Linked DNA regions of Danio rerio: region 1 is linked to region 2. The links are chromatin contacts, called in public HiChIP or PLAC-seq maps. All regions are on one chromosome and are shown on one strand. Each heading gives the region's core, a stretch centred on a gene start, on an enhancer-like site or on the middle of the called end of the contact. The rest is flanking DNA. Distances are from core to core; before and after follow the strand shown. Region 1 holds the start of si:ch211-11n16.2. Region 2 holds the start of zgc:162193.

Region 1 (4,179 bases), core at 767-3,266, 170 kb after region 2:
TATAATAACACATTAATAACACGTTAGAATAACACTATAGTAACACATTATTCATTTACATTACACTAGTATTCTCAGATTATTATCATTATGTAAAGTCTTATTTACTGTACCTAAAATCTTGAACCCTGTCCTGTGCACTGTTATTAGTTTTCAAAGCATGCACATTTTCTCACACCATCATGCAAAAAAGCTTATGTGATGTGTATACAACAATATTATCAATTTATTTATTGTGTTAATCTAAAACCATAGATAAATACATACATAGATACCATGTGTATATATTATACATATAGTATAGACATACGATTTTAGCTTTGGGTCACATGAATTGTGTAACGTGTAGGTGTACAGGCTCCTCAGCTCTGTAGCGCAAGTCTACTACTAGTTATAGCATTGCTTTCTCTTTATTAGTTACAGCATGCAGGGTTAATCGTCCCATCACTGATTCAAAAAGAAATATATCAATACATCAGCTTATAAACAGGATGTTGTGTAGAATTAAGTTTACTTTAGACATGTATTTGAGTCTTCATATATATAATAGTACAATTTAACTAATTCAACAGTCTTTCTCAAATATGTTCCACTATAGCCAAAATTATTCATATTCCATTTAAGCTGTTAGCGAAATCTTTATTTCAGGTATATATTTTTACAATAAATCCAACAAAAACAAGATGTGCAATCCACAATGTCAATTACATGTGACCATGGATCACCAAATCAGTCTTCAAAAATTTCCAAATATCATAGATAAATTAATACATAGATACCGTATTACTATATTAAACATATTTAGACACACGATTTTACCTTTGGGTAACATTTTAAAGTGTGTTTTGAGCTCAATTGTGACCAAAATACAACGTTGTGGAGACGTGCTGGGTCAAGGTAGGCAGTCGTGGTAGTTACCGGAGGGAGATACAACCTCTCAGGTTAGGAAACCCGGCACAAGTGCTATGCCCCTTTATGAGATATTGAAGCTACAGTCTCATATTCCTGCCAAATACAAACACGTCTCCTCACTCGGAAGGTCCCCGTCTCTAACAGATGAATGTAAAGCAATTTTTGGCACTGAGCCCGTGTGGCGTCTGCGTGCCGCACGCCGAAAAAATGTGTCAGTGTGCACAAAGGAATCTAATGGAAACTTCACGGAATGTGCATTGATGCAACGGCGCACCAGACATAGCAAATGTTACGCGCAACTAAAATGTCACGCTAAAACATGTGTTTGTTTCAGGATTAGCATTGATGTTTCGTATTTACAATGTCATTTCTACAATCTACGTTATCAACGCGTGCGATGTAACCATTAAAACACATTGTGTTAAATTGTAACATTGGCTAGTATGCAGCTAGACAGCCAGTGTTGTCTTCTGCATGCTCATTTCATTTGGCATCGCATACGTGTGCAAAAAAATGTTCGAGCATCATCATCATCATCATCGTTTGTCCAGAGAGTCGGTGACCAGTGAACTCTGCGATTCCATTAGCAACAACTGTAAGTTCCTAGTGATCAATACCGAGCAGGGACGCCGGGTCAACATTCTCAACATTCCTCCATATCACTGTGCATATGCAGAAATGACACCCGAGACTCTGCACTTTACAACGTGCCACATTTGCCCAGATGACAAAATGTCGTCGCATGCATTATGATTTATTGCATTTCAACATGCATTGGTAGTTTGAGCCTCGCCGGCATTTTATACTTTTTAAAGGTGTTTGCATATTTGTGAATAAGAGCGAGCGCTGTTTGTTGCATGGCATGCATTAGTCAAAGCATCAAAATAGAAATATTTTTTACTTACGATTTCAGAGGATTTTGGACCACTGTGGCCATTTTGATATAGAATGATACAATGTAAGACTGCAGATCCCCGGTATTGTACATGTAATATAGCAGCAATTTCAATTTCATTCATTCTCTGGGGCTGCGGCTGGATCGGTCAGCCAATGGGAGCGCGGCTGCCTGATGGTCAGTGCGGGGAAATGTAGTTTTTATTCCCTGAAGCAGTCGGGACTCGTCGGCGCGCGTGCTACAAATACCACAATGCACCGCGGTTAACTGTATTCTAGTCCCGCCTTGATTTTGTGTGGGTAAGCCAAAACATCTACTGTAAATTCAAGGTTGGATTGCTGGACTGTCTGTCAGTATTTTTTGTTGCCTCATGTTGGTAGCTTCTTTGATTCGCAGAGGAATAGTTTCAGAGTGATTGCAGCAAAATCAAGCCGTTCGTTCTTGTGTTGTATATTTCATCTTTGAGATTAGCAGATTTGGGTAGTCATTGGTCATTATTATTTTATTACACAGCATTTTTCTGCATGTGTGCTATGTTTAGTCAGATGCATGTATATTTGAATACACATTTTTTTCCATTGACTTCTGATGGGTTTTGTGCCTGGGCTAAATAGTATAGTATATTATAAATATACTATAAACAGTATATTTATATCTGAACCCTGATCAATCTTTTCTGCATCATTTATAACAATTATTTCACCAATTTATGTATTGATTTTATGGTAAAGCAGTTTTTCTCATATATACATATGGTTGTTACCAAATGAATAATTAATCCTACAATACTATACCAGCTGAAGAATCACGATACCAAGTAGTATTGTGATACTGTAATTTATATGTCAAATTGTCAAAAATAAAAGAAAATTGTCAAAAATACTATATTTTATGTTATAATAGGCCTACTTGAATTAAATTCATAATTACTTTAAAGCCAAAAAGTATTATTTGCACCTCACTAAGATATATTCATTCTTTTGGTTTATTTTGTAGATAAACTGACCAACAAGAATACATTAATATAAAGATACAAATGATACCAAATGAAATTTGTTACAAAAGTGCATTTTTTCCAACTAAATTAGGCTATATGAAGTGGTCCAAAATTCTTTACTATTTGCTATTTTGGGTTTCAGGTAACAATCCAAAGTAATTCAAAACGTCACTTTGTGAGATGTGTTTTTAAAGAGATTGTTGCAGTTGTTGTAGCTACTAAATTATATTAACAGGAACAGAAATGACTCGATGTGCGTTTGAGCTGAAGCGTGAGAAAACGTGCAATAGGCTACCATATAAGGCGCAAATTCTACTGTTTTGCAACCTTAAAGGGCTCCACAGACTATTAAAATAAAATGGTCTATTGTTCCACAAGCGTGTGAGCATTTTAGTGTCTCTACGACATGCAACATTATCTATTGTAGCTAAACCATTAATGACGATACTACCGTTGACAAACTACAGTGGCACCATTTTGAAGCCACAGTATCACGACACTACCATAGTACCAATAAACCGTGCAACCCTAATATATATAAATATATATTAATAATTTTTTTTATTATTATTTATTGAGGTTAAGTAGGTTTTTTATTCTCACATTCATTCAATATTGTTTACAACGCTAATTTGAATACTGGGTCTGAAATTACATATGACTTCAAAACAACATCAGCACTATTTACTTGACTGTGAACAATGCTGTACTTTGATAGTCATTGGCTGCTAAAATGATTTCGCCACTTAGAATTTGCAAATAATACTTTTCTGAAATTATATTATTAAGCAAAAAGTCAGAATGTGCAAGTATAAATCCAGCTTTACCCCAGTATATATGTATTTTGAGGCTGCTCGATATTGGAAAAATCTAACATTGCGATATTTTATATGAATACAATTTCAGCAGATGACTTAAATAGCTCTATTTGGAATGAAATCATTAACTTTGATTGAAATAATCTTGCAGAGGAGAGAATCAAAGATATTGCAAAAATAAATAAATAAGATAGAGCAAAGATAAAAGTGAAATAAGTAGTCAGATATCCAGGTATTACGATATGATACAACATTATCATGATGTTTTTCCCGATTGTGATAGATCACGATCAATATATCACAAGAAAACCATCCACAATATATCATGACATTAGTAAATGAAGTGGGAAAATGCATCAAAAAAGTTATTAGATGTATTTCTTTTATTAACATCACACACAGTTGAAGCCTGAATTATTAGGCCCCGTTTAAATTGTTTTTTATTTTTTCGTTTTTTAATATTTCACAAATGATGTTTAACAGAGCAAGAAAATTTTCATAGTATGTCTGATAATATTTTTTCTTCATATATTTTTTGATAGTCTACAGAACAAACC
Region 2 (4,158 bases), core at 986-3,485:
AACAATCTCTGGAGGTACTGCTATGTATGTCTTCATACCAGGAGAAAGATATAAGCCTGTGCTTATCCATTCTTCACAACCTGAAACAAGTAATTGAAACATTTAGAGTGCACATAAATTACAAACTTGAACATTTTCCCCTTACATTTGGTGCAAAAACTGTACCTCCAGTGTTGGCAGTAATCCGAACTCTTGCATTTGACAAAGTTGGCAAGTTGGGTCTGTCCTTGATGATGTAGGGAAGAAGGGCGTCGGGATCAGGCGTCACTTTGTAGACCTCAGTACCAATGTGGAGCATCAGGTGGTCTTTGGGACTTTCAACAGGGCAGTTACTACACACCTGTGGAACACCTACTTCCTTTACTATGTCACTAAGAAGAGCTACCACTGAGGTGTAAGCAGCACTGTCATGACAACGCATTTGAAGGTAACTGGCACAGTCAGTGCCCAGCTGCTTCAAACAGCCCTGTTCTCGATCAGTCAGCTCTTGCCCTTGGCTTACATGCTGAGCAAATCTCTGCAGCATGCTTCGAAAGTGGTACCCATGTTTACAACTATGCTCTATTTCTGGAGCTTTATATAACCCTCCACCCAAGGTGTTTCCCAAGAGGCACAATCCCATCTTGTTAAGAATGTGATTTCCGGGGTATTCAGTCATCACATTGGAGCCCCAGTGGGTCTGAGCCCAGTACCAGGCATGACCCCCAATAAGAAGACCTCCACCTTCTGCAACAAATTCCTGAATCTCTGCACACTGTGCATCACTGTAGGAAGTGCAGACGTAGACGCTTAGATCTTCTCTGAAACCGGTCAATTGACAGTCTAAACCAGATTTGCTCAGTACTGTATGGGCTGCAGTGAGGTTGGGTACGATCCCTACAACACCCTTGCGACCCTCATCAAGCCACTTAATAGCATTGATCATAAAAGAGGACAGAGAGTCTCGGCCCATGTACCCTTCATGGGATACCACAATTACTCGCCCTTGTCCATAATAGGCACCAGCAATGAATGTTTTTCCATTTGGAGTGACCGCAATGGGAAACGCTAATGGTCCGTGCACCATCACCTCTGATGCTATAGCCCCACCTTGAGTGTCAAACTCAGACACACCTTCCAGCAGGAACTCTAGGTCCTCTTTAAAGTCTTTGCCTATTCTGAAAAGAAGCAAATAAACACAATTAGTCAAATGTTGGTTTTGATTTAAAAAAAAAAGGATCAGTGGGAAATATTTAAATATGTCTCCTGGACTTACGCCACGGCAAGCCAACTAGAAGGGATATTTCGAGGAACAGGAAAGGTGCCGACTTCTCCTTCAAGCTCTGAAAAGTAAATGCCTGCAACACTGCACACCTTGTTTCCTGGAAAGTTCCTGATAGTGTTTTCCTGTGGGTGTTCATAAGACCAACTCCATGCTTGTCCAGCAATGATCAAACCACCCCCAGCTTTGAGGAAAGCAATCAGATCCTTTGCAGAGCTCTCAACACTGTACGCATCAGTGATATATATAGCGAACCTATCTTGAAAGTCTCCTAGTTCTGTCTTGAAAGGGCTGTAGTTCAAGTTTTCAGCTACTGTTCGTAAACTTTTCTGAATCCCTACAACTCCAGCATCTCCGGTACATGGCATGAGCCACATTATGGCATTCTCTATCAGCCCAGGAAATCGTGTTAAGTATTCTTCATGTCCCAGCACTACAATGCGACCCCGACCGTAATGAGATGCAGCCATGAGCACCTGACCTCTTGGATTCATGGCAAGTGGAAAGGCATGCTCTCCTATTAGTACAAGATCACTGGGGACTGCGTTCCCCTGCAAATCAAGCTGTTGCATACCAGACATGAGAGTGTAGTAGTCCTGTTCACGTGCCATGGTGGATTACTTCGGTTTAGTAAGATGACTCAAAACAAACTCTCTTTGGTTACAGTCAGCTTTAGAAAGTCTGAGAATTTGAATTGTTCAACCAGAGCTTGTGTATGCAGTAAAAATGAAAGTGATCAATTTTCACTCCTACACAAAAACAGAAAATGAAAGGAAAAGGTTGCACATATTTAAAAACGTTTTGTTCATGTAATTCATGAAGTTGTACTACATTGCTTTATATATAGAACTATCAATAGATCGATCACAATTGTCAATACATATATAAACCTAATCTCAGAATTTCTACTTTATCCTAAATAGAGAATTCAGCACACATACTCACCTTCGTCTGCAGTGACATACCACATCAGCGGACTTTCCGTCAGAGCTGTCTAACTACTAAGAGAATGTGCTTGTGGCTACGACTGTGGCTCACCTATAGGAGCACACCCAAGGAGCACGCCCATAAGTACACCTTTTTCACCTTGTTTGTTCATCCAGAAACCACAATCAACCACTCCTTCTACACAATTTGAAATTTATTTCAGCCTTAATCCCCTATTTAGTTCTCCTTGAAGTACAGACAAGTGTACTGCAAGGAGAGTAAGCAAGGTAAACATGCTTGCTTTGAGTAAATATGCAGCACTGCTTTAAAATAAAAATGCAATTGTATATACCCATATAGGACTGCACATTACATTGTAAATAGATCTTAAGATTTTGTTCCCACAACTTGTTTTCTTCACTTGTTTCCTCAGTTAATGCACTACATAGCTTTTCCCCCCAATGAATAGTTCAAAAGTTCACCCTCACATATAATCTGATTGAGCAAGTAAGTATATTTGGTGTGCTTGAAATTCAGCCCGAACCCAGAAAACTCCCCCTATCCATAAAATGGGATGAGAAATAGATTAAGGCCGAGGAGCAGAGGTGGAAGAGGGATGCCAGAAAAATCTCACGAGAACGAGAGGAGTTGGCTGGATGTATACACATATCAAAGTAGTTATGTAAACAAGTTATTCCTGTGCTGATTTGCATGATTATCATACTCCTCCTAAACTTTTTAAATAAAACTTTAGAAGTGAGTTGACATTACTTGCTAAAAGTCACAGCCAGTCTGCAGATTTTGAGATGTCAAAGTTGAAAAAATGGACAGAAATATGCATAGTGTATGATGGGCACAAACACTTTATTTAAGCACCAGTCGTTAATTCTAGACAGAGGATGTCAAACATATTTGATATACATCTACAAGTCCTGGGAACAATTCTTAATTGGTAGCCATCTTATTTATTCTTTCTTTTGTATTTGCCAATTTTAACTGATCTGTTTGTTTTGCATTATGCTAAGTAAAGAAGTTGTTTATCAAGATATAATTATTAGCAGGATATCCTATCTTGTGTAAACTGAAGATTTATCTTCTAACAGTTGGAAGGGCGCACTCAATCTTTATTTTGTGAACTTTTACAGACTTTTAGGTACTACATATAGTTGCTAACACCCTTTTCTATGCAAAAAGCATTTTTAGAAACAGGTTTTTCTGACTGTTGTGATACAATGTGTTGCAAAAGACTGAAGGATTTTTTATTTAACATGCTCTGTAGTTTTCTTATTGTAAAACGATTCTATTATATAAATAACAATAACTAAAAGAGCTAAGTTTATGACTATTAACTTAATCTCACAATTCTCAAGTTTATATCGTGGAATTCTGAGCTTATTTTTCACTACTCCAAGCTAATATCTTGCAATACTGAGTTTCTACCTTTTAATTTCTTATATTTTTTATCACAACTGTTTTGTTTTTCCTCAGAATTCTAAGTTTATATTTCAGAGACATCCAATACCTATAAATCTTATAATTCAGACTTTTTTTGCATTGTGATTTTCTCACTAAGATTACATCTTGCCAGGGGTGTACTGTGACACAATTTGAGGCTGGGAAATGCCACATCCATCCCGGCCATTGTTTTGGTAGATGAACATTGATTTGAAAAAATAAATTTGTCAAACATATCAGTATAAAGAGTGAGACTCTTCACTGTTTGTCAACCATTTCCTCCTAACACATTCACTCTTTGTTGAAGAACCAGGAAATATCTTGTTTCAAGCTTTTCTGAGGACTGTGAGTTTACTAGTGCGACTTAAAATATAACAATTTGAAAGACTAAAAAGTTTTACACCTCATAAACCGGCCACATCATTTTCGAAAACTTCAACATTAGTTTGATAAATACCATGAGGGATATTTTAAAATAAAAATAAAAATGTTAATGATTTAGGATTTATGACGAG

The links. HiChIP or PLAC-seq counts read pairs in DNA pulled down with a chosen protein or histone mark.
Region 1: an H3K4me3 HiChIP or PLAC-seq map of embryo shows a contact between it and region 2, with 4 times the contacts expected there. The contact joins the promoter of si:ch211-11n16.2 here to the promoter of zgc:162193 in region 2. A contact is called at or near these places in 1 of 18 Hi-C or Micro-C datasets (caudal fin) and 1 of 4 datasets of contacts at active chromatin or transcription factors (embryo).

What each region holds. Positions count from the first base shown.
Region 1 is chr15:16,403,887-16,408,065 of GRCz12tu, forward strand. si:ch211-11n16.2 reads left to right here and starts at 2,017. Exons shown (of 12, transcript XM_073923421.1): 1 at 2,017-2,106. It overlaps dpf1 (double PHD fingers 1), which reads right to left and starts at 2,005. Exons shown (of 12, transcript NM_001328069.1): 1 at 1,818-2,005. The coding sequence starts at 1,927.
Region 2 is chr15:16,238,314-16,242,471 of GRCz12tu, forward strand. It overlaps zgc:162193, which reads right to left and starts at 2,236. Exons shown (of 8, transcript NM_001089327.1): 1 at 2,207-2,236; 2 at 1,256-2,010; 3 at 166-1,157; 4 at 1-80. The coding sequence starts at 1,872.